Regions from separate parts of the Mus musculus genome. Here region 2 is linked to region 1. The links are chromatin contacts, called in public Hi-C maps. All regions are on one chromosome and are shown on one strand. Each heading gives the region's core, a stretch centred on a gene start, on an enhancer-like site or on the middle of the called end of the contact. The rest is flanking DNA. Distances are from core to core; before and after follow the strand shown.

Region 1 (3,001 bases), core at 232-2,731:
AGGAAAGGGATGTACCTAGAAGGGGCATTGCTCTATCCTCTTACACCCTACCCCCCACCCCTTAGGGTTGGAGCAGCAGAGACCTCATCTTTTACCTGTGTGGTTGTCCAGGGTTCCAGGTTCCCTTCCCAACCCTCCTGCCTCCCCCCCCCCCAGCTCTCCAGCCAAGTTTTGGCCCTCACCCTGGGGTCCTTACCACGGCTACAGAGTATCAGGGTCTGTCTCCTACTACATTTCACTGTAACAATTAAAGAGAGAGATTACAACCTACTCTACCTTCAGAAGTATCTTTCAGTTTTTTCCCCCCTTCCTGGTGATCAGTGTGGTTGGTGTCTCAGAATTCCTTCCAGGTAGCTAGGAAGGTGGGTAGATTCGGAACATCACTTCTGGAGTGGGCACAGGAGATGGTTAGTTCCAGGCCAGCCATAGGAGCCAAGGATACAAATGTCCCCAAAATACATAATTAAGTACATCCACTGCTGCTCTAGAGGACCCATGTTGATTCCAGTCCCAGGGAGTCCTACATCCTCCTCTCTCTCGCTGGGCCACCAGGCACACATGTGGTGCACAGCCACACGGACAAACAATATGCCCGCACATGTGAAAGAATTTTGAAAAATAAGTTGGAGCCAGGTATACTAATACTATTGCACACCTTTAATCCCAACATTTGAGAAGCAGAAGCAGGGAGACCTCTGTGGATTTGAGGCCAGCCTGGGCTACACAACGAGTTTCAGGCCATCCATGAGGGCTGCTTAGTGAGACATTGATTTTAAAAAAGAGGGGGTGGGGGCTGGAGAAATGGCTCAAATGTTAAGAGCACTGGCTGCTCTTCCAGAGAACCCTGGTACAATTCCCAGCACCCACAACTGTAACTTCAGTTCTTGGGGATCCAACACCTTCATAGATGTACATGCAGGCAAAACAACAATGCACATTAAAAAAAAAAAGGAATCATTAGGAAAAGGGAAAAGGTTTAAAAAGATATTTTAAAAGACTAGGCTGAAAAGAGCCAGTCTGGGCAGTGAGCAAGGAAGTCGTAGAATTACCATGGGCCAAGGGCATCGGCTGCTTGTCAGCAGAAATACCGTAGGCTCGTTGGGGCTTTCGGGAGATGGGAAATATTCTAGGGGTTCTGCTGGCTGGTGCTGAGGGTCTGACAGGATATGCTTCTGGGAGAAAGTCCCAACTATGACATTGTGCCAGGATGTAGGATGGCTCCAAGACTGAGGATTGAACAGATGGCCAAACCACTGACATGCGGTGGTCTTTGAGGACGAGCAGGTGAACGCCTTCTAACTTCTTCCTTCACCCGGGAGCAGTCCAAGGTTAGCTCAGCACCAGCACAGCCTCTAGGCTCGCCTGCGTCAGCGGAGGCAGTGCGACTCACTCCTGTAGGGGGTGCAGTGGAGACGTGGTTGCCGCCAAGCGCACATGTGCGTCATCGGACAGGGGGCTGGGCCTCCAGAACCCGGAAGCTGGGGACCCACGTGGGAGGCTGGGAGGTGACTGTCTTGGCTCGAGGGTCAGGTTGTGGGCAGTCCTTGTGAGGGGACGAAGTGTGGGAGGTCAACGGGTCCTCCCCAGCTGTCTGTCAGTGGAGTCTCGGGCGCTGCTGGAGCAATGCGGCGACTCTGGACGGTCGGGTGCTTCAGTCGCCTGATTGCCCGCCATTTCTCCTCGGTGGCTCGGCGCGGGGAACGGCCTGGCGGGGAGGAGCTGAGTCGCTTGCTTCTGGATGACCTGGCGCCGGCCCAGCGGCTGGAACGTCTATTTGGCTTGTCCCCATGCCTCCTGGCCTTGCGGGCTGCCCGTCGGCGCGTGGCCCGGCTCCTGCTCCAGGCCGGTAAGGCTGGGCTGCAGGGGGAGCGAGCCGAGCTGCTCCGGGTGGCCGAGGCTCGGGGCATCCCTGTCTTGAGGCCCAGGCGTCAGAAACTGGATGCCTTGTGCGGCTACCAAGTGCACCAGGGCGTGTGCATGGAGGTGAGCCCGCTGCGACCCCGGCCTTGCGATGAGGCGGCAGACACGAGCTCAGGCGACGACCCTCAGCAGCTGTGGCTCGTCCTTGAGGGGCTCCAGGATCCCCGCAATCTTGGGGCTGTGATGCGCTCCGCTCACTTCCTCGGCGTAGACAGAGTCATCACCAGCCAGAGAAACAGGCACGGACGTCCCTTAATTCAGTTTACGCCCAATCTGGAGGCGGAGCCAAGCTCCTAAGCACTGGGCGGGGAGCCCCGGGGTGTGTAGGGCGCGGGGCTAGAGATTTTCTGGTTTTAACACGGATCGTGGGGATCCTTTGCAGCTGTCCGCTTACTCCAGTAGTCAGCAAGGCCAGCGCTGGGGCTATGGAGGTGATGGACGTGTTCGCCACTCCTGACCTGCCCGGTTTTTTGCAGGTAAAATGGGGCGAGAGGGGAAGAAGAGGCGGAGGCGATGACTCTAGTTAGGGATGTTAAAGCTATCTCCAACGCAGTGGATTGGGGGAGGAGGAAGAGAAGGGACGTGGTGGCATTGATTCCTACGACCTTCTAAGTCCCACCAGGAAAGATCCCAGGGCCTTTTAAATAGAGCATCGTCTGAAGTTAGGGATTTCCTCGTCTCATTTACTACACGCCATGGCCACCTGTGTCGGCAAGTCAATGTCTGACAACCGTGGGACTTCAGCAGTACTCCAGGGAGCTGGTGGACTGGAGTCGTGGGTACCCGGAAGCTCAACTTCAAAGCGATTTAAACAAGGCTTTCCAAGGGGCGAGCTTTAGTGTTCTTTAGCTGTGTGTTTCCTAGCTAGACTCTAGGGGGCAGCATTGCCCCGCATTTGGCAGTCCCTCCACCCTCTATCCTTCCCCTGTCCCCACCCTCATCCCTCAGTGAGAAAATAACCTTGAAAAGAGGCTGAAGAAAGCTGCCTGATAAACTTATATTCAAGCCATATGTCTAATTTCAGATTTTTCCAGTAACCATGCAGGCGTGATGACACATATCTATAATTCCAGCTTTTAAG
Region 2 (3,001 bases), core at 314-2,813, 300 kb before region 1:
AATTAGGTATAAGGAATTAGCTTTTAGTTTGAAAATTGTGGGCTCAGCTCTCTGCTAGTACAGTGTAAAAAAGTTAGAACCACTTTCCAGAAGCATTGATGAAGATCTATATCTGATCGACTATGGTGAGGCACATCTTTAATCCCAGCACTAAGAAGCCAGAGACAGCTGGGGCTGCATAGTGAGGCCCTGTCCTCCCAGCTCTCCTCCCCCACTTTCCTAAACTATATATTGTCATTTGTAGTTTTTTTTTTTTAATAAAAAACTATGTGGTTTTGAGTTGTATATAGGTGATAGATCTTATCAGAACCATTGGGCTTTTCTGACAAAGATCTTAGTTGATGGTGAAATTAATGGGGTAAATTTGTTGTTTTTTTAAATTATGTTGTGAAAGATTTCTCTTTAAAATGAAATAGAATGGAGGAAATAAATGTGTGTAGATTTCTGAATGTTAATTGTGATTGGTTTAGTGAGCCCTGTGCTCTGAATGTGTATGTCTGCTCCAAAATTCATGTGTTGAAACCTAATTTTTGAGTGATGGCATTAAGGGCATAGTCTTTGGGAGGTGGTCAGATCATGAAGATATAATTGTCACAAATAAGGTGATGTGTTTTGAACTTTTGATCCTCTGCCTCTCTTTCCCAAGAGCTGAGATTATAGGCATGGGCCATGACACCTGCCTTGAAATACTTTTTTAAAGATTAAAATAGCAAGTTAGGTGTAACTTTTGTTATTAATTTTGTTCAGTAGGTTAAAGACACTGAGATTTATAAAGGAATTTGGGCTACTAGATGCCTTTTGACTAACCCCTCCCTCTCTGTTGGAGGAGGTGAGGATACTTGGAAATATACAATGTCACTGAACTGATGAATGGTATGTTGCTGATAGCTTCAGAAGTTTATGAACTAAGAGAATGATAAATCATGTTTGGTTTGAGAAACTGCTAGAAGCAAGTGAGTAAACTAGAAAACTTATCAACATGTTAAAGAGTCATTTTGTTGTAGTGCAGAAAATATGAGAAGCTAATGAAGACTTAAGGGCATTTTTTTTAGTCATATTTTAAAAATTCTATTTTTGTATCTAAGCATACAGCAAATTTCCTGTGACTGTTAACTAAGTTTTGTCTTTTTTGATTCATATTCTGTTCTTACAGGCAGTTTTCAAAGACACAATCTACCCCAGAAGTTATTTTAAGTTAACTTTATAGTGGCATATTTGACATGTTTCAGAATGGGAACTGTCACTCCTGTAGAAAAAAAATTTTACAACTTGAGTGTTTCTCTATCTGTGCCCTAAAATTTGCTGTAACTATTTCATTTATTCACAAAGTAGTTTGGTTTTTTTACACAAAGATCCCAGTCTATATTTTTTTCTTCACATTTTTATATACTAAAAAGAATTTTGTAACAGGAACAAGGAAGCCAAAGTTCCTTTTAGATTAGTTCAATTTTTCATATGATATAGGCAAGCTCAGAGGATGCTTGGGAACAGAAATAGAGGCAGATGGATGCTGATGCTCTGTAAGGGTGGCGTGGCTCCTTTTGATTACAGATACTTGTGGTCTGAGAGGTGAAGATATGGAGCCACATCCATTTACAGTCTACACTAACCATGTGTGCTGTGGTAAAGCCAAGAACAACTTCATGTGTCAAGTAGAGAGAGCCACTTTTAGTTTTCTAGTACAGAGTTTCTTAGTATATCGCAACCCTGGCAGCACTGTCTTTGAACATTTGAGGCCAAATGCTATAGAAACTGCTATACTTTAATTCCTGCTTTGAATTACAGATGATTTGCTCTGAAATGTTAATTAGCATGTACTACTAGTGGACCATTTTTACACTTTTTCAAAAAACAAAAGCACATTTATTTATTTATTTTTAAAATTTTTTTATATGGGTATGTATGTGGGTATACTGTTACTGTCTTCAGACACACCAGAAGACAGCATTGGATGCCCATTACAGATGGTTGTGAGCCACCATGTGGTTGCTGGGAATTGAACTCAGGATCTCTGGAAGAACAGTCAGTGCTCTTAACTGCTGAACCATCTCGCCAGCCCTTATTTATTTATTTATTTATTTATTTATTTATTTATTTATTTATTTATAAGATTAATTTTTAGCTGGATGCTGGTGGCACACACCTTTAATCCCAGCACTCAGGAGGCCCAAGCAGGCTGATCTCTGAGCAGCAGAATAACAAGGAGTTGCAGAATGGCAAGAACTACAAAGGGAAACCCTGTCTCAAAAAAACTAAAAATAAATATTTGCTTTTTTAGTTTTTATGTGCATGGATACTTGGCTTGTGTGTTTGTCTGTGTACCACTTGCATGTTTGGTGCCTTGGAGGCCAAAAGAGGGTATTGGGGCCCCTGGAACTGGAGTGACAAATTGTTGTCAGTTGTGGGTACTGAGGATTGAACCTGGGGCTTAATGAATGTTAGCCAGCTACTGAGCCCTATTTTATCTTATGTGTGTGAGTGTTTTGCCTGCATCTATCTGCAAACTTTAGGCAAAAAGAAGGTGTAAATCTTCTGAGACAGGAGTTACAGATAGTTGTGAGCAATTGTATGGGGGTTTAAATTAAACCACGGCCAAAAGAGCACCCAGTGCTATCTCTTGGCTCAGGACACCCCCCCCCCCCCATTTGAAGTTGGTGCTGGGGATCAGAACCCAGGGCCTCATGCTTATGCAGCAAGTATTTTACCAACTGAGTCATCCATCTCCCTAGCCATAATAGCTTTCTTTATAAATAATTTTTTTTTTAATTTTGAAATTTTGCTTTTGCCCTTTCTATAAAAACCTGTGACCATGGAGAAATGACTTAGTGGTTCAGAGCATTTGTTGCCTTTCCAGAAGACCCAGACACATGCCTAGAACTTACATGGTGGTTAACAACTGTGCAGGGGTCTGACACCTTCTGGCACCAGGTACATACATGGTGCACAGATAAAACAAACATACACACAAACAAAACAAATACACACACACACACACACACAC

Evidence for each region. Hi-C and Micro-C count contacts between places; a contact is called where the count stands out from the background.
Region 2: a contact with region 1 is called in a Hi-C map of erythroblasts, with 4 times the contacts expected there. The contact joins the enhancer-like site here to the promoter of Mrm1 in region 1. A contact is called at or near these places in 1 of 39 promoter capture datasets (neutrophils), 1 of 484 Hi-C or Micro-C datasets (erythroblasts), 2 of 115 datasets of contacts at active chromatin or transcription factors (fetal liver and memory CD8 T cells) and 2 of 9 other capture datasets (adipose tissue and liver).

What each region holds. Positions count from the first base shown.
Region 1 is chr11:84,817,995-84,820,995 of GRCm38.p6, reverse strand. Mrm1 (mitochondrial rRNA methyltransferase 1) reads left to right here and starts at 1,481. Exons shown (of 5, transcript NM_145433.1): 1 at 1,481-2,159; 2 at 2,303-2,396. The coding sequence starts at 1,624. It overlaps Dhrs11 (dehydrogenase/reductase (SDR family) member 11), which reads left to right. Exons shown (of 7, transcript NM_177564.5): 7 at 1-268.
Region 2 is chr11:85,115,238-85,118,238 of GRCm38.p6, reverse strand. The region is part of intron 1 of Usp32 (ubiquitin specific peptidase 32); the gene reads left to right. Among named protein-coding and RNA genes, the nearest start is that of Usp32, 23 kb to the left of the region's middle. Within about 2 kb of position 1,563, at least 18 of the 459 cell types and tissues checked have an H3K27ac peak or open chromatin away from gene starts, as enhancers often do. A contact at or near this core is called in erythroblasts, where this site is marked.